2 separate regions of the Mus musculus genome follow, and region 1 is linked to region 2. A link is a contact called in public Hi-C data. All regions are on one chromosome and are shown on one strand. Each heading gives the region's core, a stretch centred on a gene start, on an enhancer-like site or on the middle of the called end of the contact. The rest is flanking DNA. Distances are from core to core; before and after follow the strand shown.

The links. Hi-C and Micro-C count contacts between places; a contact is called where the count stands out from the background.
Region 1: a Hi-C map of uterus shows a contact between it and region 2, with 2.6 times the contacts expected there. The contact joins two enhancer-like sites. A contact is called at or near these places in 1 of 39 promoter capture datasets (macrophages), 1 of 484 Hi-C or Micro-C datasets (uterus), 2 of 115 datasets of contacts at active chromatin or transcription factors (embryonic stem cells and heart atrium) and 1 of 9 other capture datasets (adipose tissue).

Annotation. Positions count from the first base shown.
Region 1 is chr15:103,382,149-103,387,444 of GRCm38.p6, reverse strand. No RefSeq gene overlaps it. Among named protein-coding and RNA genes, the nearest start is that of Itga5, 18 kb to the right of the region's middle. Within about 2 kb of position 3,799, at least 88 of the 459 cell types and tissues checked have an H3K27ac peak or open chromatin away from gene starts, as enhancers often do. A contact at or near this core is called in adipose tissue, heart atrium and uterus, where this site is marked.
Region 2 is chr15:103,303,001-103,308,494 of GRCm38.p6, reverse strand. Gpr84 (G protein-coupled receptor 84) reads left to right here. Exons shown (of 2, transcript NM_030720.2): 2 at 1-260. The coding sequence ends at 37. Among named protein-coding and RNA genes, the nearest start is that of Gpr84, 4.7 kb to the left of the region's middle. Within about 2 kb of position 3,109, at least 354 of the 459 cell types and tissues checked have an H3K27ac peak or open chromatin away from gene starts, as enhancers often do. A contact at or near this core is called in adipose tissue, heart atrium and uterus, where this site is marked.

The DNA of each region.
Region 1 (5,296 bases), core at 2,550-5,049, 78 kb before region 2:
GCAGAGGCTGGTGGATCTCTGTGAGGTCAAGGCCATCCTGGTCTACATAGAAAGTACCATGACAGACAAGGAAACCCTATCTCCAAAAAGGAGGAGGAGGATGGAAGGAGGAAGGGAGGAGCTAGAGAGATGACTTGGTGGTTATAAGAGCACTGGCTGCTCTTCCAGAGGTAATGAGTTCAATTCCCAGAAACCACATAGTGGCTCACAACCATCCATAGTGGAATCTGATGCCATCTTCTGGTGTGTCTGAAGACAGCAATAGTGTATTCATATACATAAAATAAATAAATCTTTTTTTAAAAAGAAGTTGCTGGAGAGACAACTCAGTCATTAAGGTGGTTAAGGGCACTGCTTTTCCAGAGGACCTGAGTTCCCAGCACCCACATAACAGCTAACAGCAGCCTGTAACTCCAGCTCCAGAGGATCCAACACAAAACACTAATGCACATAAAATAAAAATAAATTATTAAGAAGAGGAAGAGGAAGAAGAAGCCTACCCCATGTTAAGTGTTGAGAACAGAGTTCAGAGAGAATCCAGTATGATAAGAAACAGTACCTGTGAGCACCCTGGGAAATCTTCAGCCTCAAGGAAAAAATATATTCAGAATGATTAATGATTTTCTCATTCAGTGTCAAGGGGAATGTCAGTTTTACCAGTCATTTCTCCCAGCTGTTTTAGTATGTTCTGATCTTTTCATGGGAGGGGCAGTTGATGCAATAGTTTGAGGCAAAATAAGTTTAAGACATGAGCCTTACTTTCAAGGAATGTATAATCTATACTAGTTATTGGTATAATCAATAAATGTTCTCTCTCAGTATCAATGGGCCAAGAAAAAAAAAAGCAGCTGAAATATAATCTATGTGGTAGGGTGTTTACCTAGAATGGATGAAGCCCTGAGTTAGATCCTCCATTACTAAGTTACTGGTTTTGGTGGCTGTGACCCCAGCATTCAGAAGTGGGAAAATCCAAGTCACAGTCAAAACAGGCAAGGTACTTCCATGATACCTAAGATCCTGACTCAAGTCATTCAAGAGCAGAATAGGCACTTCTGGCTCAGTTTCTCTCAAGAATTTGCATTCAAGATGTCCAATAGGAGTTATATGTGGCACACATCTGTAATTCTAGCATTCTAGAGGCTAAGTCAAGAAGATCACTTCAGGTTCAAGGCCAGCCTAGTCGATCTGGAGAATTCCAACCCAGCCAGAACTAAGAGCTATCTCAACAGCAGGTCTGAGGCTACAGAGATGACTCAGTGGTTAAGAGCCACGGGAAAATGGAAGCAAAGGTAGTATTTACCTTTTAGAACCTGGCTTAGTAGAAGAGGCAAGTTCTGTAACTCATGCTGTGGAATGCTAGGTAAGGATCAGTGATGTCTCTCCTGAGAACTTCTTCACACACATCTGACAACAGTCAGGAAGAGCACATCAGACCTTGGATGGATTTCAGTCTTCTCAGCATTATTGCACAGACAGTATATTAACTTTAATTCCCCCAACAAGTCTTGGGGAAAAGTACAATCTCTGTTTTATAGATTAATATATTGAGAACAAGGACGATGGCATAACTTGACACTTTTCTGTTGTTTTGGTGGTTTTGTGGTTTTGTTTTTTCAAGGCAGACTTTCTATGTAGCCCTGGCTGTCCTGGAACTCTGTAGACCAGGCTAGCCTTGAACTCTGGGATGCCTGACTCTGCCTCCTGAGTGTTGGGATTAAAGAGGTGCACCACCACTGCCAGCCTGGCTTTTAGACAAGAGTATATATCCCAGGTAGGTATGAAACTCTTATTCTACCTCAGCCTCTTGAGTGCTAGGATTCCAGGCATGTATCACTATACCAAGCTGTGGCCTATCTATTTATTAAATTATAGAGTCAGCATTCAAATTCGAGTCTCCTTTCTAATATAACATTTTCTGCACAAAATAAAAACATATTAACAACAATTAAAAAGTTAACATTAAGAACTCTATGTATTGGCTGGAGAGATGGCTCAGCAGTTAAGCGCACTGATTGTTCTTCCAGAGGTCCTGAGTTCAAGTCCTGGCAACCACCTTGTAGCTTGCAACCATCTGTAATGGGATCCAATGCCTTCTTCTGGTGTGTCTGAAGACAGCTACAGTGTACTCATCACATAAAATAAATCTTTTTTAAAAATCCTATGGCGGGGCATGATGACAAATGCCTTTAATCCCAGCACTCCAGAAGTAAGCAGATGGTGGTGAGTTTCAGGACAGCCAGGGCTACATACACCCTGTCTCAAAAGAACAAACAAACAAATCAGCTCATGGGAGTGAAGGCAGATCAGTGGCAGTGGCTCGGTGGCTAAGAGCACTTGCAGCCCTCCCAGAAGACCCATGTTTGTTCCCAACACCCACATGGTAGCTCACAGTCATAACTGTCTGTAACTTCTGTTCCAGGGGATCCTGGCCTTGGTACCAGGTGTGTACATTTGCTGCACATAAACACATGTAGGCAAAACACCTACACACAAAAATCTTTTTTTAAAGAAGTCTATAATTTTTATAAAGTATTTATAGTTGCTTTGGTCACATGTACATTCAGATGCATTCAGTTTCTAAATTTCACAGGAACTCTATAAATAACCTGGATAATTAAGTACTAGACTGTGCAGTCCAGACTGCAAGGGCAGTGCTTGAGAAGAGGACTGCTGACGGTTAAGATGAGCTAAGGACACTTGTGCAGGATTTCAGTAGCCTGGGCAATAGAGATGACTGTGAGTTGTATACCCTGGAATCACGGGAGCAAGGCAAACAGTACATTGGGCGTGTTAGTGAGACAACACTGAGTCCTCTATCCACAGGATGAGCTGAAAAGTAGCTGTCTAACCAGACAGCAGGAAAAAGGGAAGAGGTGGGGGCCTCCATGTCAGTTTATCAGTGTAAAGCCCTGGTAGCAATCAGTGGCCGTCCCTTCTGTCTGTTGAGATGAGGTTTCACTATACAACCAAGGCTGGCCAGAAACTCATGATCTGATCCTCCTACCTTAGCCTCCCAAGTGCTGGGATTATGCTCAGCTCAGTCTTCTGGAAACATATTCCTACATTCCAAAGATCTCTGCTCTTCCATCTAAGTATATTGTCACCTCCCATATCAGGAGGCACATGTTATTGTCCTAATACTAGAAGGGGGTGGGGAGGGGCGTGTACCAAAGCTTTTATTGTCCTATTATACAAGAGAACAGTTTAAGGAATAGAACAAGACAGACTAAACATAAATAAAAACATGTTTACCATAAGATCAAAGTAGCACCACCATACCGTATAGGAAACCACGGCAAGAAGATTCCAAGTTGAATTAAATTACCTGGAAATGCCCCTCTCCCCCACTAGTGAACAGTAAGTGGGATGCTAACCAAAGAAAATCAGGAGGTGCTATGGGGTTAGACAGGATCCAGCAGCCTGGACCCACGCCAGCGGAAAAAGCCATTGTCTGAGTTGCCTTCTGGATTTCCTGCCCTCAAACACCTACCCCTCCCAACACATACACTCAATGCTATACCTCCCACTCTGCCTCCCCAATCCCATAGAGAAAAGGCCATGCCCACCACAGGACAGCAGACGACTGAGGATCTCCAGGGAGAAGAAAGATCACCCAGCCTGCCGTAGTGCAAGCCTTTGGACTCACAGGAGAAGGATGTTTTCCAACCATAATAAAGGTTGTGAGATCCTCATCTCTCTCAATCCCCACTCACTTCCGCTTCTACTCTTCCACAACAGCTGGAAGTTTCTGCTGAAGTGAGCAACAGTTGAGTGGGAAGGAGTGTTTCTCTGAAGGTATGTCTTCTAAGCATGTCCTGGTGGTTTTGTGCCTGAAGGAGAATTCATCAGACTGGGTGTGGCAGAGTCATGTCTGGGATGAGGAATCTCCAGTTTACTCTTGTTTTGTTGGGATTTGGGGTAAAGGGATGTTTGGGGGAGACAGGGTCTCACTGTCTAGATGAAGCTGGTATTGAACCTGCAGTGTTTCTTCAGCCTGTGATCTCTCAAGTGCTGGAGTTATAGAAGTCGCACAAGACTTTCAAACCCACTTTCACTGTGATCCCCACACGCCCACACCCTGGTCCAGCCCAGTCCTGACCCTTCACTAGGGACCATTAGAGACCTGTTTCCACTCCCTGCTCCTATTCCCAGCCACTGCTTCCAGCTCCAGTGCCCCGCCTCCACACACTCCCCTGGCAAGCTGACTGAACAGTTGGCTGGGAACTGAGCTCAAAGCGGAAATGGGCAGTTGGGAGGTGTGATTTATGTTTCTGACTTCACCCCAGGCTAGAGCCCAAAACACGGACCCTCCTCCAAATGCCCTTTTGGCAAATTTCCTCTCCTTTAAAAACCTCAGGCTCTCCTAGCTGGTCATAGGTCATCAAATAAACCACCTCATCCACAACCCTAGCAACACAATGACCTTTCATGCCTCCAGCCCGCCCATTACAGACAAGGAAGAATGCATTGTCTTCACAAATCACCACAGGAGGCAGAGGCTCCTATCAGCCCCAAGCAGTAGGGAAGTCCCTCTAATATCTAATTTCCTTCTCTCCTGCTATTGAACAACTAGCTGGTGAAAACAAAAGGGAATTTGCTGTCTCAGAATGTACTCCTGGTAACTGTCTCCATCTCTGAAGAACTCTTCATAAGCCTGCCTTGTTGCACACCTGTAATGCCAGCACTGGGCAGCCAGAACAGGAAAATCTTGAGTTTGTGGCAGCCAGAGCTACACAATGAGATCCTATCTCAAAATGCCAGAGAAAAGATGGGAAGGGGTGCTATCAAGGTGCCACATTCTCCTCCTCAGTCACATGGTGTGGGCATCCAACTCTCATCCCTCAGGGACTGGAAACCACACCCACTCCACTCCAAAAACCCTATCTAGAATGGATCCTACTTAACTTCTAGAGCTATTCCTTCACCAGCTAGAAAGTCCTACTTCATCTTTTCTTTTTTTTTTTTTTTTTTTTTTTTTTTTTTGTAAATCATGTATCCCTGGCTGTCCTGGAACTCTTGGTGTAGACCAGGCTGGCTCAGACTTACAGACATCTGCCTCTCAATGCTGGTACTGAAGACTTAAGCCACTATGCCAGCTCTTCCGGCTTTAAAAGATAGCACATTAGTCAGATGTCCTTGCTAACTTTAGAGGACTTGTGAGAACATTAAATGAGAAAATCAAGCCAGGCTTGGTGGCTCATACCTCTAAATTCAGCCCATGTGAATCTGAGGCAGGAAGATTACCCAATAGTTTGAGGGCTAGTCTGGTCTGCATACTGAGTTTCAGGCCAGCCTA
Region 2 (5,494 bases), core at 1,860-4,359:
GAAACGCGGGCCACAGAGTTTCCGCCGGTTCCATTAAAGCTATTTAAAGCTAGTAGTCCATTCACCAGGACAGGCCAAACATCCGGAACCAGAGTGGCCTGCAGAGGACAGGACAGGAGCCCTTCAGTCCTTGGGTATTTCACAGACAACCTCAGTGGTATAGAGGTACACCACTTTCCCATTCAGGAATCAGTGTGTCAACCCTGTGTGACCCAAGGAGTGTGGTTAATTATTAATAAAGACATTGCATCCCCCCCTCACACTTGGCGCTTGCGTGCATGCTTTTGTGTGTGTGTGTGTGTGTGTGTGTGTGTGTGTGTTCTTCCTCGGTTTATTTCCATCTTAGTTTTTGCAACAGTATTTCTGGGGCTCCAAAATTTGACTAGATTGACTGGCCAGCAAGCTCCAGCGAGTGACCCTACTGACACGACCTCCCTAATGCTAGGATTACAGTCATGCACTGCCTTGACCAATTTTTACATAAATGTTGGAGATACAGACACAGATTCTATATTTGCATAATATGCACTTCGAAGCCTACTTCCCTAACTCCGCATTGAATGCTTTTAACGTCCAGGAGTGGTTACGTGAGAAAGGAGGATTTAGGCCAGAGTCAGAACTGGAATTTAGTAGTTGAGATTTGGGGTGACCTGTGTCAAAGCCATTTAGAGAGCAGCTATCCAGGGATAGATGTAGCCTGTGACTGACAGGGTTCCAGATAGAGAATTAGCTTTCTCTCTCCCTTTTATTTTTCCTTTGAGACATCATCATATGTAGCCCAATTTGCCCTCAAATTCAAGATCGTCCTGCAACGAGAGCCACAGAGTAATTACAGGTGTGTGCCTTTTTCCTTAATAAAACAGCCCTTAACTGCTCACCACTACTGCCAAAATCCTCCATCCAGGCCAGGAGGTTTATTCAACACTACAGGTTATACCCTTGCAGTGAATCCTGCCCACTGCACCCCATACAAGGGGATAGTCAAGGTGGAGCCTGTGCTCCGGGGAAATGGAACCAAGCTTAGCGGGTGGCCGCTGTACCTGGAGGCTCTCTTCCTCCATTTTTCCTCTACGGGCTGAAGAAAGCCCCACAGGGCACACCCCTGACTTCTCAAGCACCACCATTCTGTAAATACGGCCTGAAAGCACAAAGACCACCAGGTGGCGCTGTTTCCCTGTGCTTCCTTTTTTACTTCCGGTTGAGTATTGTAAGTGCCAGCAAGATCCCTGACCAGGGGTGGAGGCCCAGGATTTGAATCAGCATACTTGAATACTAGAAAATGAAGACTGAGGAAGGATGTTTTGTTTTTTGATAATTTTACCATGTGGAGCTCATGGCCCTACAGCCTCAGACCTCAGAGTGCAAATTTACAGGCATGTAATCCTTGCTGAAACCATTGGTTTTCTTTTAATTTCATTTGAAACAGGCTATCACTATGTAGCTGATGCTGGCCTTGAATACTTGGTCTTCCTTCTTCAGGATCCAGAAAAAAAAGGGAGGTGGGGGGACTGTGTATGAGTCATCATGCTGAAGTAGTAGAGCCTCTACCTTTATCTAAGGTGGGACAGGGTACTGGGTGAGCACCAAGAGACCACTGAGAATGGGATGTTTGAGCTGGGTTGGTTGACAAGATGCCCCGCTGCATACGGCCTCTTCCTATCCCCAAATGCCTGGTTTGAAACAACAAAATCTTGAAGAATTGAAATGAAAATAAAAAGACAAAATAAAAAGACACTCCGGCTGGGCAGTGGTGGCACATGCCTTTAATCCCAGCACTTGGGAGGCAGAGGCAGGTGGATTTCAGAGTTCGAGGCCAGCCTGGTCTACAGAGTGAGTTCCAGGACAGCCAGGGATACACAGAGAAACCCTGTCTCAAAAAAAAAAACAAACAAACAACAACACCAACAAAAAGACAGTTCAACTCCACCCCCTCCACCCCCAACCCCAATGAGGACCAGTAGTCTATCTTGCTAATCCAGAGCCCGTGTTTCTAGATGTTCTTCACGGCCCACAAACAAATAGCAAGCTGAGGCTACAGAGACGGGATTCAGACAGGCCAGGTGCAACCTGGGACTGTGCAGCTGAGGCTAGGCCAAAGACCCGAGTGACACTTCCATGAACTTGAGACCTCTGGACCACTCTAGGCTTCAAGTTTCATGATCTGTAGAAAGCTGAGAGTAGGGGACACTCTTTGTAGTGCTAAATTCTGCAAAGATGTTTCATGTAGGCATAAAATTCCCATGACAATCAATTATACTTTCTTACAAATGGGAAAACAAATACTAACAGGTTAATTTGTTCAAAGTCAAAGGGCTAGTAAGTGATAAACTGTGGTTTGAGGGCAAAGTCTAACCAGAGCTGTTACCAGCAATAAAGACTAACCACTACAAAACAGCTGCGTTGCTGAAGCTAGGTCATATGATCAGGCAAACCCTAAAAGTCCTTCCCATTCAGTCCTTCCAAGATCTTGAAGGTTGACAACTCTCTGAAGGCTTGTAAAAGGGTTCTTTTTTCACATTCCTTGAAGGCAATTCAAAATCTTCCTCAGAGTAGAGGGAACAGCGATAGGGATTGCAGTTAGACATCAGAGTGGCTTCCTAATCTTCAATTGCGGGAGGGTTGGGGGGCTGGGGAATGACTCAGAGGACACAAGAGTCCCAAAACCGAAGGACAGAAATTTAGCAAGCAAGCTGCTTTCTCACCCTTCACCCTCTGCACACATCTCCGTTCCTAATTTCAATAAAGGCTGAGCTGGAAGAAAGAAAACGGAAAGCGAGGCTTTCTGGGGTATTCTCTCTTGGGGCGTGAGTGTTAGGATGGGACCCAGTCAATGCCTGTACACCCACCACTATCTTTGTCAGTCACCCGCGGGAGCCCGCGCCCTGTCGAAGCCTGTCTTTGTCCCTCTCCATTTGGGCGTCTCTCGAGCAGACTGCAGTCTCTCGCCTGCCCGCGCCACCCGCCCGCGCCCGCGCCCGCGCCCGCCCGAGGGTCCCCGATTCGCGCCTCCCCCACGGCCCCGCCTGCCCGCTCGCAGCACACTCTCTCTCTTTCGCTGTCTCCTGCAGACAGATTTATGGTCAGCCCAGAGTCTCTCATTGGCCGAGCTCTGACAGGACTTGATTTAACGCCACGTTTCATTGGCTGATCTTGACAGGCCGATTTACGAGTCGCGATGCTATTGGTCCAGCGGCCTCGGCCCTGATTTACAGCCTGGTGGGCGCCGAGGGGGGTGGGGCGCGGCTGGGAACGAGGCCGCGCGCCCCTCCCCCGCATCCCTTGTACTCGCGTGCTCGCCGCGCGTGCCCGTCACGCCGCTTCCGGAGCGGCTCTGCGAGTGACCGGCCGAGACAGCGGGGAATTTGGCGGGCCGGAGGCCGGCGGCGCGCAGCCCGTGGGAGCTGTGTCGCGTTTGTTGCGCGGGACCCCTCCCAACCCCCCCTCCCACTCCCACCCCAGCTTAGATTTACGAGCTCAGGCTCGGCCTTCAGGAATTAGGAATATTTATGCTTCTTTGAGGTTTGGAGGGTGATAAATAAGGGGCCGCTGGGGTACAGTGAGAGCTCCTATTTCGGACGGGGCCACTTTCCCAAGGACCCTACCAGCGGCTCCCTCTCATCTTGAGCCAGAGGGAGCCCCAGGGCTGTGGGTGGTGGGCTTCAGAAACCAGTAAGAAAGTTAGAAAGGTACGGCCCTTGAGAACCCCCTCCGATGCCTGCAGTTTTGCAGCAGAAAGGATGGAAGGCAGGTCAGGGAAGAACTTTGTGAGCATCGTTCTTGGAGACCCTGGAGGGCGGTTACAGCCTTTCTGCAGAGGACCGAGAGAAGTGTGCTCTCTTCCTGTGCCTCTTAAGTTCAGTTGCTGAGGAATGAATTGGAGACAGCAAACACAAGCAGATTTCTAGGACTTGATGTCTCCCTCACAGAGAAGGGATTTGTCTGGATCCCTGGGAAAGGAGGCTAGGAATGTGGCGCCCAATGCATCTCCTAGGAGCCGCGGTTCCCAACCTGTCCACTCCCACTGCTGGCTGAAAATTAAAAACACTCCTTGCCCTGGGCCTCCGGGAAAAGAGGGAGGGAAGAAGGATCTGCCTAAGGATCCACATGCCTTCTCTAGTCCTCAACCACTGGCCAGCAACGTCTTTGCTCAAGGTTTGGAGAGTTAGCAGACAAAGATAGAGGCTGTGACATAAGGGAGGTCCACAGAGAACTGGGAAAGTCACCCTGCCTCCCCACTCCCCATGCCCTCGGTGACACTGGCCTCAGCAAGGATGGCCACAGTATACATATGCACAGGCTCCAGCTTGCTGTCCCCACCTCCTCCCACTGAGAGGAGGGAAAGAGAAGGGTCTAGACTGGCCCTTTAAGAGCCACTTAGGGTCAGAAAGCCTGGCCTACACAGAGAGGAAGGAGCTGATGTCAGAAGACGGATGGGCAGCAAGATGGGGATTGATGCTAATGGGGGAGTTAAAGCTAAGTACCCAGACACTCAGAGGGCAAAACTGCAGATCTGTCTTCCTTATGCTCACCTCCCCCCAACACCAAGGCTGTAAATCTGCCTCCTCAATCGGGGGATGAGAGAATAAGGAAAAAAGACAGGATCTCTTCTCCCTTTTCCTGCCCCCCCCCATTCTTTTGTTTTCTCCCAATCCATTACCCTTCGCAGTAAAATTTCCAACTTCTAGCATTTCATCAGAAATTGAGTCAATGATTGCTCCTCGTAGAGCAGTCTGAAAGCAAACCCCGTTTTCCCTCACCAGTCCTGGGTAGGAATGGATTGGGGTGACTGAGGTGAGGGCTCAGTAGCTCTCCCACCTAGCTCTTGCCTGGAGTTCACTCTAGTGTCTATCCTTGGAAACAGTAAGGTAAGGTGAGCTCTCACCAGGGCACTGGATGCCAGGAGCACCAAGGCTCTGGAGATGTCTCTAAGGGCAGCTGGAGGGGAACCTCAGGATTTATCCACAGAAGATATACAGTCTGGTTTCTCAGAACTTCCTTGGATCATACTGGCCTCTCTTCCAGCACATGTCCTGTCTGCTCAGTGGACAATTTTAGGTCAACTGTGTTTGCTTCAAAGGCAGATTTCTTTGTCCTTTGAGTACCACCTCAGGGGGGAAACTGACTCTCAGGAGTAGGAGCAGTCCTGCTGTTTTATCTTCAGATGGGACTTGCCTCCTGTCTTTCAAGACCCCTATTCCGCTGGTGACCTGACAGGTTTGCCCCGAGAACCCTCTCTATATTAGGAAGCAGCCCTCTGTACCACATCTTCCTAGCCTCAGAAACAGCTGAAGGCCTGGTTGCCTCTGGTTTCCAGTCATGAGAGAATGACCTTGTAACATGGATCTCATCTGTTCACCTCTCAAATTTTCTTTTAGAGGCCAAAAATTGCCTCAGGGGTGTCTTCTCTGTTTTCAGGGAAAAGGGGGAGCCAACTGAGTAAGAACACTGGAGGTTATGGGCAGGAACCAGGAGAGCCCAGCCTTCTAGACCCTTG